2 separate regions of the Bombyx mori genome follow, and region 1 is linked to region 2. A link is a contact called in public Hi-C data. All regions are on one chromosome and are shown on one strand. Each heading gives the region's core, a stretch centred on a gene start, on an enhancer-like site or on the middle of the called end of the contact. The rest is flanking DNA. Distances are from core to core; before and after follow the strand shown. Region 1 overlaps LOC101746597 (serine proteinase stubble). Region 2 holds the start of LOC101746597 (serine proteinase stubble).

The links. Hi-C and Micro-C count contacts between places; a contact is called where the count stands out from the background.
Region 1: a Hi-C map of whole pupa shows a contact between it and region 2, with 6 times the contacts expected there. The contact joins the enhancer-like site here to the promoter of LOC101746597 in region 2. A contact is called at or near these places in 3 of 7 Hi-C or Micro-C datasets (posterior silk gland and whole pupa).

The regions. Positions count from the first base shown.
Region 1 is chr2:4,079,002-4,084,914 of ASM3026992v2, reverse strand. It overlaps LOC101746597 (serine proteinase stubble), which reads right to left. Exons shown (of 10, transcript XM_012696418.4): 5 at 4,984-5,058; 6 at 3,182-3,365. Among protein-coding and RNA genes, the nearest start is that of LOC119629982, 13 kb to the left of the region's middle. Within about 2 kb of position 4,219, at least 4 of the 8 cell types and tissues checked have open chromatin away from gene starts, as enhancers often do.
Region 2 is chr2:4,027,273-4,033,378 of ASM3026992v2, reverse strand. It overlaps LOC101746597 (serine proteinase stubble), which reads right to left and starts at 4,406. Exons shown (of 10, transcript XM_012696418.4): 1 at 4,124-4,406.

The DNA.
Region 1 (5,913 bases), core at 2,970-5,469, 52 kb before region 2:
TTAACAAGAGTAGGATATAGCAAAAAAAAATGTGAGCCGTCACGGGACGCCTGGCAGATGTGAAACATCGACATTATTTTGTAAAAGTAATAATATGCAGAGAAGAACAGATTGTGATAGGAACTAAATATGTCATACTTAATGATAAAATAAAATATTACGAAAAATAATTTGTTTTCAAGTAAAACACAGGTTATGTGTACTATAGAAAACAACACTGTATACACTACGGAGTATACACTATAGGTATCCGAGTTCAGTGTAGCGAGAGAGATGGCTTAACGCCGGATCGAGTGGGAGAGAATCGCACAGTCGATTGCGCATGGCGACGCGTCGCCACAGCATGCGTCGCCACAGCATGCGTCGCCACGCCAGAAATCGGTTTTACGCGCGGCTATAGATGTTTCACATCAAAAACTTAGTTTTACTTGAATCTGCTCAACGATTATTTCACCCTTCAAAGTAGTGTGCTTAGTTAGAGTTTTTTAACGTTCTCGATGGCTTAAAAGTTAACTTAAATTAGTGTATGGAGTTGGAACAATTGCCTACGTTTGCCCCTAGGGGCGCTGTTTCAACTCCATATAAATTTTAGTTAACTTTTAGGAACTTTTTGAAGTCATCGTGGCCTAAAGGATAAGACGTCCGGTGCATTCGTGTGTAGCGATGCACCGGTGTTCGAATCCCGCAGGCGGGTACCAATATTTCTAATGAAATACGTACTCAACAAATGTTCACGATTGACTTCCACGGTGAAGGAATAACATCGTGTAATAAAAATCAAACCCGCAAAATTATAATTTGCGTTACTGGTGGTAGGACCTCTTGGGAGTCCGCACGGGTAGGTACCACCACCCTGCCTATTTCTGCCGTGAAGCAGTAATGCGTTTCGGTTCGAAGGGTGGGGTAGCCGTTGTAACTATACTGAGACCTTAGAACTTATATCTCAAGGTGGGTGGCGCATTTACATTGTAGATGTCTATGGGCTCCAGTAACCACTTAACACCAGGTGGGCTGTGAGCTCGTCCACCCATCTAAGCAATAAAAAAATAAAAAAATAATAATAGAGAACGTTAAAAAACTCGCACTGAGCACACTGAATATACGATGAAATACGCGGTAAAAAAAAAGCTTGAATGTCTATTTTAAAAAAAAAAATCGACGGGTGTCAAGGTATTTGGTTTAAGGGACACTTTTGTAACTTTACACGAGAACTGTATAACGTTTAAAATTTGAAAAAGATATTATGACAAAAAAACTTCTTCAGCTATTGAAATGGGGTAAACTTAATTGAATTTCAATTAAAAACATCGAACTGTTTATGTTAATACCAAATGAAAGGCACCTTTAATTACAAATATAAATGTAGCATATTAAACAAATTGTCGCTTAAACCAAATAGCATTTCACATCTCGATATAATAATCAACAATGCTAATGTTCCCTTAAAAATTGTGTTGATGTTTTTTTTATTTTATTTTATGATTGAAGGATTACTGGTGGCCCGGAGGCCTTTCCAGCTTCACCAGGACAGGTGGGCGAGCAAATGCTCAGCCAGGAGGGGTGGGATTTGCTAACAACTGCCCGAGCGCCTCCGAAGGAGACCTAACAACTCAAGAGCAGTTGCTTCGCGAATGAATCTACTACCGGATCGGAATCGCGACCCACTGAGAAGATCCGGCGAGATACTCAGCGGGCTGATGCATGGGTTAGGCTGCACGTCGACCTCTTTGTCGAGTTCGACGCGTACGGTTACCGGGGTTCCTCAGCCTGCTCCTAGTGTTAGAGCTGAAGGTATCTAATGCAAGAGTTATTGGATCTGATGGATCCGTAAGGACGTGTCTAGGGCGACGACGGTGACTTGCTCCTGCGTGATCAGGATTCGGGGAGTAGTCAGCGGCAGCAACGATAAGGCGATTATCATGACGCATAGCCTTATCGAAGTAACGTTCCGACACTGACTTCATGTGTTTGCGGATCGATTCGAGGCCCAGGTCGTCGTGTAGGTCGACGTTCCTCACGAACCACGGAGCCCCGACGGCTAACCTGCAAAAGCGGGATTGTAGGGATTGGAGGGTGTCTATGTGTGTGCGGGCCGCGTGAGCGAACACCACACTCGCGTAAGTCATGACGGGGCCAAGATGTTTTTTCTTGTAACACTGGTATGTTGGGAACGTCAAAATGTCATTGACATGAAGACAGCGCTTTGTCGGTCTTTTAGAACGAAAATAGCTAAAACCTTTTTTTTTTTTACGACAGTCGCAGGAATTAAATTTAAACTGCCACAATGGTGCTCCTCCCGCCAGCTTTGTTGATCACTTTGTTGATCTATACATTAATACGTGAAACAAAAACTTTGTATCCCTTTTTACGAAAATTGCGCGGACGGAGGAGTATGAAAATTCCCACACTTATAGAGAAGGAGTGCAGAATGCTAATATCTATTTAAAATTATGCATAAAAAATACATTAAATCAATTAAAAAAAAAACATTACGCCACTACCATGTAATAGATTTGACACACACGCATATATTATTATACTCTTTTGTTTATTGTTAGTCTTGAGAATAGATTAATATTGTTTGTCTTTAATATTATTTGTCTAAATTTGGCGACATCTGTGATTATTGAACAATGATTATAGAATAGAACCATATTAATGTTCAAATTTATAATTAAAATTAATTATTGTCTAATTTCGACTAGTGAGAGACCACTAGTATATTTAAATGGTTAATCGATAAAGAGACCGGGAATCGATTTCAAGCGATCGACTCGATGTGTTTCGATAAATGAATTATATATTAATTAATATTGTATCTTTGTTTATTCTTGATCTTCAAAATTCCCGCTGGATTAAGGGATTAACATGGATATGCATCTTTTTTTAATTTAGTGTTCATCATAATCTATACTAATATATAAATCTACAGTGGTCTTTACGGATGTTCCGTTACAACTACTGAACCATGCATCCGATTGACTTGAAACTTGGTATCCATGTAGAAAATACATGTGCCTAATGGATAAGCTACTATTTATATGAGTATTGGACTCCCTACACCAGTTGCGGGGGCGTTAATGATGAGAATCTTTGTGGGGGTGAGAAATAATAATGTTAATTTTAAATGACCAGCGAAGCGGACGGGTACAGCTGGTGATAGTATAAAGTTTGAACTTACTGTTCGACGCAATGAGCTGCCGTGATCGCCCAATTTTCGTTGAGCAAAGCCGCCCCGCACTTGTGCAGATACGTTGAGGTCCTGTACTGCCGCAAGGATATCTGCCAGGGCCACATCCCGAAGGTGGACTTGTCTCCCCCCACGATCCGGCTCTGCGGCGCCTGCCACAGCCTCCTACCGCATACTGCCAGCACCAATAACGTAGAGTTTATTATCATTTCGAAATTCGAAATCCGCCGCCGACTTAACGATTTTCAGAACATTATTTTTAAATTTTCAAAATAGGAACTGTGGTTATTGGTTTGTTTGAATTAGGAACGTTGTAGATTTGAAGGTTTTTTTTTTTTTAAATACTTTAAAGTGATTTATAAAAACGAAACCGTATCTTCGTCTTAATGAAATTTTATCTCGAACGATCGACTAGAACGTCGAAAAGTCGAGCAAAGTTTTAATGCGCAAAAAGCTCGGTGCACTTTTGCGAGACACACGAATTTTTTGTAACACTTTTTGGGTACTACATCGAAACGAGTTTCGGTAATATCACGATCGTAATTTCGGATAATATTTCAAAGAACCAAATCTAACGGCGTCGGAATTGCGAATGTGTATTTCCGAGATTAATTCGTAGCAATTCATCGACACTTGCATAAACAAAACGATCGGGTCAAATATAATTTCCTTAAAGACGTGGTGAGCAATACGTCCTGAATAACTTTATATTGTTTTTGTGTTTTTGACACAAATACACACACACACACACACTCATTAATATCTGATTCACACAAATTTACGCACTTTGGTCCTTTTGAAATTGCAACACTTTTGATACGCGATCGGACATCGGATTAATGAAAAACGTTATACGCGAATATCACATTTTCGAATTTTAAAATTTCGAACGTTTTATTTTCGTTTAAAAAGAGAATCGAACGCTTTAAACGGTTCTTCTTATCTTTGTTTTTTTTTTTAAATACGAACGCGTCCTTGCCTCTCGCCTTGGCCGTGGCGCGCCTACATCGCCACTGACAACTCTTTGTTTGAATTCCGAGCTGTAAGTTTTATTTTTTTTATTGTTGTTTACTCTGTGGATACATTTGTTGGGTCTTTAACCTTGCCACGTTTTGCGGATTCAAGCTTTTTTTGAAATTCATTATACGAAAGTGTGCCTTTAGGTTGTTGGTCTTACAGTTTAAATAGTAAAGCCAATTAAGTGATAATAGTTTGAGGGCTGTCAGGAAAGCGTTTCCTAAAACGAAGGCACGCAGTAGTACCTACTGGCGATTTTGGTATAATTTATATACTTTTATTACTGTATACTGGACTACACGTAATGTAACAAAATCAAAAGTTCAATGGTCACTAGTGACGCGGGCTGTACCCGGCAATAGCCTTTGCTTCAAAAAGTGCATTAATTAAAAAAAAAAAACAAAAAAAAAGTTATGATTAATTCGGTAATTTTTTTCAGAAAATTGAATAAGGAAATAAGTAAGCAAAATGAGCTCACGACCCACATGCTGTTAAGGGGTCCCTGGAGCCTATAGTTGACGTGGAAGCCGTCACCTTGAGACATGAGGTCGCAATATTAATTTTTTTTTGTCTGCGCCGTAAATACGTAGGCAGGACTGCGATTTGTCATCAATTTCTAATAAAAATCCACCAAAATATGTTGCAAGACGGGAATCATGCACACAAACAAACTTAAATGTAGTTTTAAATTTGCATTCTAATAGTGCTTAAAAAGTATTGGTCGAAATTTCGAATTGCCATAAAAAAATATATATATAATAAAAATTTTAACTCACCGTTTTTGTAATCCGACATATTTATGAATTCGGTTGTTGTCTCAACGTCTGCGGTCTGCGTTGTGCTCTCCAATACTATTGTAACAATTAAAACGATTGTACACATAGTGGAATGTTTCGTTACTGAATGTAAATTGCACTGTCACAACACTATTGTTTGTATTGTTCTAAATAGTTGCGCTGTGGGCCATGAGAACTTTGGTTCAGCAATTGACTCATTCATGGTCTCCCGTAGCCATCGGGTGCGACTTTTTTCTAATCATAGAGCTGCTATCCGTGTCCAAATAGGCCTCAAACTCAAGCATTGGGTCGGAGATAGAAGGTCACAGCGCAATCGACTTCGAAGCAGTAAAGCGGTGGTGTTAAGAAACTATCTTGCTATCTCTCTCGCACGTCGTTAATGGCGGCGTGTGACGTCACTATGTTTTTTTGTGTCGGGAGAGTTAGTCTTAATTTCCATAAGCCAATAACCACTTTAGGCCAGGCTAGGAGAAACTATGTGTCTAAGGACCCAGAAAATTCAACAATAGATTTGTGACTTATGAAAAAATACTTTTGACCTAACACAAAGCTTGAATTAATCGCTGTATTCCGTTTTGTTTACTATTTTATCATTAACGACAATATTCACACAACTTCTAAAATCTTTTTTTTTTTTTTTTTGCTTAGATGTGTGGACGAGCTCACAGCCCACCTGGTATTAAGTGGTTACTGGAGCCCAAAGACATCTATAACGTAAATGCGCCACACACCTTAAGATATAAGTTCTAAGGTCTCAAATATAGTTACAGCGGCTGCCCCACCCTTCAAACCGAAACGCATTACTGCTTCACGGCAGAAATAGGCAGGGTGGTGGTACCTACCCGCGCGGACTCACAAGACGTCCTACCATCAGTAAAAAATCTAAAAGCTATTCTTCATATCCAAGAA
Region 2 (6,106 bases), core at 3,157-5,656:
GAACCATAGTCACTATTAGACCAAATACTCCAAATTAAAATCAAGAGTCAAACGGAAATAGGAGATATTAGATAATATCGATCCTGAGACAGAATCAGTACACCAAGTGACTTTTAATCTGTGCTTTGTAAAGTCTTAGTCAGTTGACAATCAAAACATAGTCTCTGTTAGACCAGATACTCCAAATTCAAATCAGGAGCCAAACGGAAATAGGAGATATTAGGTAGTTTCGAACCTGAGACGGAAGCAGTACTCCAAGTGACTTCTAATCTGTGCTTTGCAAAGCCTTAGCCAGTTGACAATCGAACCATAGTCTCTGTTAGACCAGATACTCCAAATTCAAATCAGGAGCCAAACGGAAATAGGAGATATTAGGTAGTTTCGAACCTGAGACGGAAGCAGTACTCCAAGTGACTTCTAATCTGTGCTTTGCAAAGTCTTAGCCAGTTGACAATCGAACCATAGTCTCTGTTAGCCCAGATACTCCAAATTCAAATCAGAAACCAAACGGAAATAGGAGATATTAGATAGTCTCGATCTTGAGACGGAAACAGTACTCCAAGTGACTTCTAATCTATGCTTTACAAAGTCTTAGCCAGTTGACAATCGAACCATAGTCTCTGTTAGACCAGATACTCCAAATTCAAATCAGGAGCCAAACGGAAATAGGACATATTAGGTAGTTTCGAACCTGAGACGGAAACAGTACTCCAAGTGACTTCTAATCTGTGCTTTGCAAAGCCTTAGCCAGCTGAGGATCGAACTTGTTTTTCATATTAATCACACACTAAACGCCGTTATATATAAAAGAGAGCTAAAGATTCAAAGATAAAATAGCCATTAAAAGTAACTTTGTAAGAGATTCGTTTTGATAAATATCAAAGGTTGAATTATGAACAGATATGCTCTATTGTGTGCAAATTAGTGTACCCATAATTTTTGTTCCAGTACGTTTCTTACCGTTTCCCGAACGGTAATCGTTCTGTTGTATCATGGACCGTCTTTTTTTTTAATTGACTATTTTTTCTACACTAAAGTTTATTTATTATTATTATTATTATTATTTATTATTATTATTATTATTTGATTTTTTGTTTTTATTATTATTATTATTGATTTTGTTTTAGTCCGAGATTGTAGTTATTATTTTTATTTAATTCTAGTATACATGAAATTTTAATGAGTGTAATATGGATGCAAAATCTGAAGATTTTTTAAATTTTTTTTATTGCCCTTGTAGGCAGACGAGCATACGGCCCACCTGATGGTGAGTGGTTACCGTCGCCCATGGACTTCAGCAATGCCAGGGGCAGAGCCAAGCCGCTGCCTACCGCCAAATATGAATGAAATAAATGAAAAATGAAATAAATAAGTAAATACATAAATAAAATTGCTTAGATGAGTGGACGAGCTCACAGCCCACCTGGTATTACGTGGTTACTGGATAGACATCTACAACGTAAATGCGCCACCCACCTTGAGATATAAGTTCTAAGGTCTCAGTATAGTTACAACGGCTGCTCTACCTTTCAAACCGAAACGCATTATTGCTTCACGGCTGAAACAGGCAGGGTGGTGGTACCTACCCGTGCGGACCAAGAGGTCCTACCACCAGTAAACAGTTGGATTTCAATTGATCTGGTTGTTTCTAATGATCGTAACCCTAGGAGACTAAGGAAGCCAAAACACAGCTATGGCAGTAGAATCAGAGTTTCTAACATCGACAATCGTTCTAACTATGAAAGCCTCAAGACCTCAAACACGTAAGAATTTAGCACACATGTTAATTATACGTTATATTATTCGAAAGGATTTCTCAAATCAAAATTCGATCGCATTTCAAATAGAAAGTAGATTTTAAAAAAAAAACACGGATGTTCGAAGCAATGAAATTAAAGTACCCGCATCTGAATTTCTAGATTATTTAAAGCATTGCATATACATAATGTGTAACTAATATAGGGTCTGCGTGATTAACCATTTTGCGCTAATCAGAAAAACACCTTTAAAACTACTACAGTAGAGCTCACTATATTTTGACAGGTACAATAACTCGGCGCTATGTACTTCGATACCAAAGTTTTGCGTCAGTACCAAAATGAATATAGAAAACAGTTCCATCTCAATGCGTACTTTAATTAGAAGGTGATGGCAGTGTCTGTATGCAAATGTATCACTTCTAGCGTCTTAACTTTATCACCTAATTTAACAACAGCCTATATTCTAGACTGTAAATTGTTTTAATCATTTGAAAATAATTACATACCTCAATGCAAGCAAAACTTACGTTAAAATCAATGGTTATTTACGAATTAAATGGGTCCGATGCAAATTTTTCCATTAAAAAAATGTATAAAAGCTCTCTGCTCTGCTTTTACAATGTCACTGAACTTTCACGACTTGCAAGTCGACTTATCTCTGTCCCCGATATATTTTGCCATAAAACCTTATAAAACGAGGCTGCGTAATCGAATATCCCTGAGCCGTGGGTAATAAAGAAAAAAAAACCAAATTCAATTAACCGCATAACGATCGTAATTTCGTAATGAGAAAAGTAATTTTAAATTATTTTCCAAGTTCATTAGGGTACATATAAATCGATTATCTTCATTTTATTGTCTTATATTATTAATTAATTTTAAAATAAATAGCTTAATTTTAAATTTATATTGGAGTTAATACATAGACTGACTGATTAGTATTGTTCATTTTGTCATGCAAGAGATCTTATTTTTAACAGATTCTGAGTCACGTAGTGAAGAAAAAAAAGTAAGTTATTGTGTCGTAAAATATATTCGTGAATATTTTTCAGACAGAGCTGACAAGGCTGGCAATACCGTTAACGATTTAAAGTTTAATCATTTATTTCAAATTAGCTGATCCGGCAGACTTCGTAGTGCCTCAATCGACAAATAAAAGACCTAAACTTTTGTATAAAATAAACTTAAAACAAACAAAAGGAATCCCTCCGACGGGGGACACATCAAAGGAAAAACAAAATTGTTATTTTTATTTAATTCCGAGCATTTTCATACTTATTTACCTTTTAAACCTTCTCTCGACCTCCGCAAATAATTCAAGACCAAAATTAGACAAATCGGTCCAGCCGTTCTCGAGTTTTAGCGAGACTAACGAACAGCAATTCATTTTTATATATATAGATATATATATATATATAGATAGATAAGATATTCGCTGGATAACTCTTGCCTAGCGTCGGTAATAGGATCGCTCGTAAAACCTTAAGTGTTTTATTTCGAAAATATTTATCTTAATTTTTTTAGAAATATGTACAATAAATTATCGACAGTTCGTCTCGCATACTTTAAAGCATCTGATAAATAAACTAATTTATGTTTTAACAGAACAGAGTGTCACCCGTAAAATTCCAAATAAGAAGCGTGTTTTATAATATGAATATTGATCAAATCATGAATCCGGTTTTTGTTATGAAAAAAAAAAATCGGTCAACGGCTGCCCGCCAGCGTTAGTTCGGATTCCGTACGGGACCGTATTCCGATCATTTCACTGACCTACATTCACTAACAACGGAACAAGACCGTAGAATAATCACATTGAAACTTCATCAAACAAGACGACCGTATTACGAAAAAGGTCTTCAAGAAAAAAAAAAATGTTATTCGATTTTTTTTTTTTTTTTACTTTTACTTGGCTGTATTTTATTAATGTCTTTGCAAAGAATGTTTGTTTTAAAAGTATAACACAGGACGTGTAGGGGCGGGATAACGAAACAGGCTACCGTTTTATTAAAGCGTGGTTTATTTCTCTCGTGCGGTCGGGCGCGCTAGGAAGAGCAACAACCTATGATTGCAGGGCCGTTATTCCTGTCTCGGTTGAGAACTGATAAGTGAAAAAATAACAGGTTTCTCTCAATAAAACCGTCGAAACAAATCGCTAAATTTCAACTATCTATCTGTCTATAATAACTCTATTATCAGAATAATTTGTCAGATACTGCATCAGTTAAAATACCACACATCTAACGACACAAAATTCAGACACATAATACACACTAGTAACAAAAAAAAAGATGACAAGACATTTCTATTTCTAAAAAAAGGTCGAACAAAAACGGTGCATTAGAATCAATTAAAAAAATCACCTGCTTAACGGACACCAAGACGAGTGCTCTCACAATCACAGTGAACTCATTATCCACCGGCACTGAGGATTTAACAGTTATTCGTACTAAAAAAAAACTAATTAACAACTCATCGAACTTACAAACTAATTCGATTCCAAAAGAAAAAATACTAAATACTTTTGATTTTGACAGAACGCGAGCGCGCGCTTTTTTTTTTCGTTTTATTTTTCTATAAGTTCACGGTATCGGCACAGGCGTGCGCGTGCAGAGCCTTGACCGCTAGAACAGTGCGGTCGGACTGAACGCGGCGACTTAATGCGCCCAGCAAGTCAAGCAATGTAAATTACTTTCTCAACAGTTACTTTTCGCTTGGATGCACTTATTCCGGTCGGCTCTTTCCTGGCCACGCAGAAAGGAGCTTATCGGTGTTTTTTTTTTGTTTTTTTTTATTGCTTATCTGTGTGTACGGGGCACGTTTTTTGTAGCTCGAAAATAAATAAAAAAAACATTTGACTACGCTTATCTGTGACTCAATTTTGTTTTTCGTAGAAATGACGTGAGGGTCTAGAGCTATGCGATCCTCACTTAAATCCGAGAAGTAGGTCACAACACAAATATGATTTACAAAACAGTTTATCACAGTTGAGCCTATTATAATAGCTAATTAATAATGGGGAATTAGTACACGGTAGTGCGTATTTATTTCATACGTTCCGCTCTGAAGAGTGGGATGGCTTTTACGCAATACAATTCGACCACATGTCTCAAAGTGGGTGGCCACATACACTTAGTGATGTCTATCTTGTGGGTTTGAAGGGTGGGCAGCCTTTGTTACTATACTGAGACCTTAGAACTCATATCTCAAGATGGGTGGCGGCATTTACGTTGTAGATGCCTATGGGCTCCGGTAACTACTTAACACCAGGTGGGTTGTGAGCTCGTCCCATCTAAGCAATAAAATATAAAAATCAGCTCCGATAATTGCTTAACACCAGTTAGACAGTAAGCTCGTTGTACCTCTATACAGTAAGTACAGTAAGCTTTTGTAGCTGAACTAAATAGTAAAAAATTACTTTAAACAAGTAAAAAAAAAATGAGTAATGATAATAAAAAACATACTATCGTAAAATACATAGGATGCTGGATGTCATTATTATATATATATGTATTTTATTGACAGTTTTGGTAAAAGTACATAGTCTTTAAAAGAATGGATTTATTCATGAGCTCGTCCATCCATCTTAGCGATAAATAAATAAAAGAACCGAATGATCATTGTTCTATACTCTTCGTATATAATTTTTTTTTATTGCCCTTGTAGGCAGACGAGCATATGGCCCACCTGATGGTGAGTGGTTACCGTCGCCCATGGACTTCAGCAATGCCAGGGGCAGAGCCAAGCCGCTGCCTACCGCTACTGTGTTACTTATAATATTTTGTATTCAAGTTTTTTATTTTATTTTTTATTGCTTAGACGTGTGGACGAGCTCACATCCCACCTGGTGTTAAGTGGTCACTGGAGCCCATAGACAACTACTACGTAAATGCGCCACACACCTTGAGATATAAGTTCTAAGGTCTCAGTATAGTTACAACGGCTGCCCCACCCTTCAAACCGAAACGCATTACTGCTTCACGGCAGAAATAAGCGGGGCGGTGGTGCCTACCCGTGCGGACTCACAAGAGGTCCTACCACCAGTAAAAAAAGTTTAACAATATTTGCTATGTGTATGTGCATTACTATAATTCTCATGTTGTATTTGTTATTTTAGCTGTTCTACACACACTCATCACTTTTAATTATTATTCTCATAATCCTCTCGCAGGTGTGCTGGAAGAGATTTCTTAAAGAAATAAGCGGCGCCTTTGTACATATTTTTCCTATTACTCTGTACTATGTCTTCTTTTTTGTGTGTACATAAATAAATAAATAAAAGAAATTGAGTAATCAAGTGCTTCTATTCGATGAAAGGTTCTTTGAATTGTTTCCGGAGAAGGAGC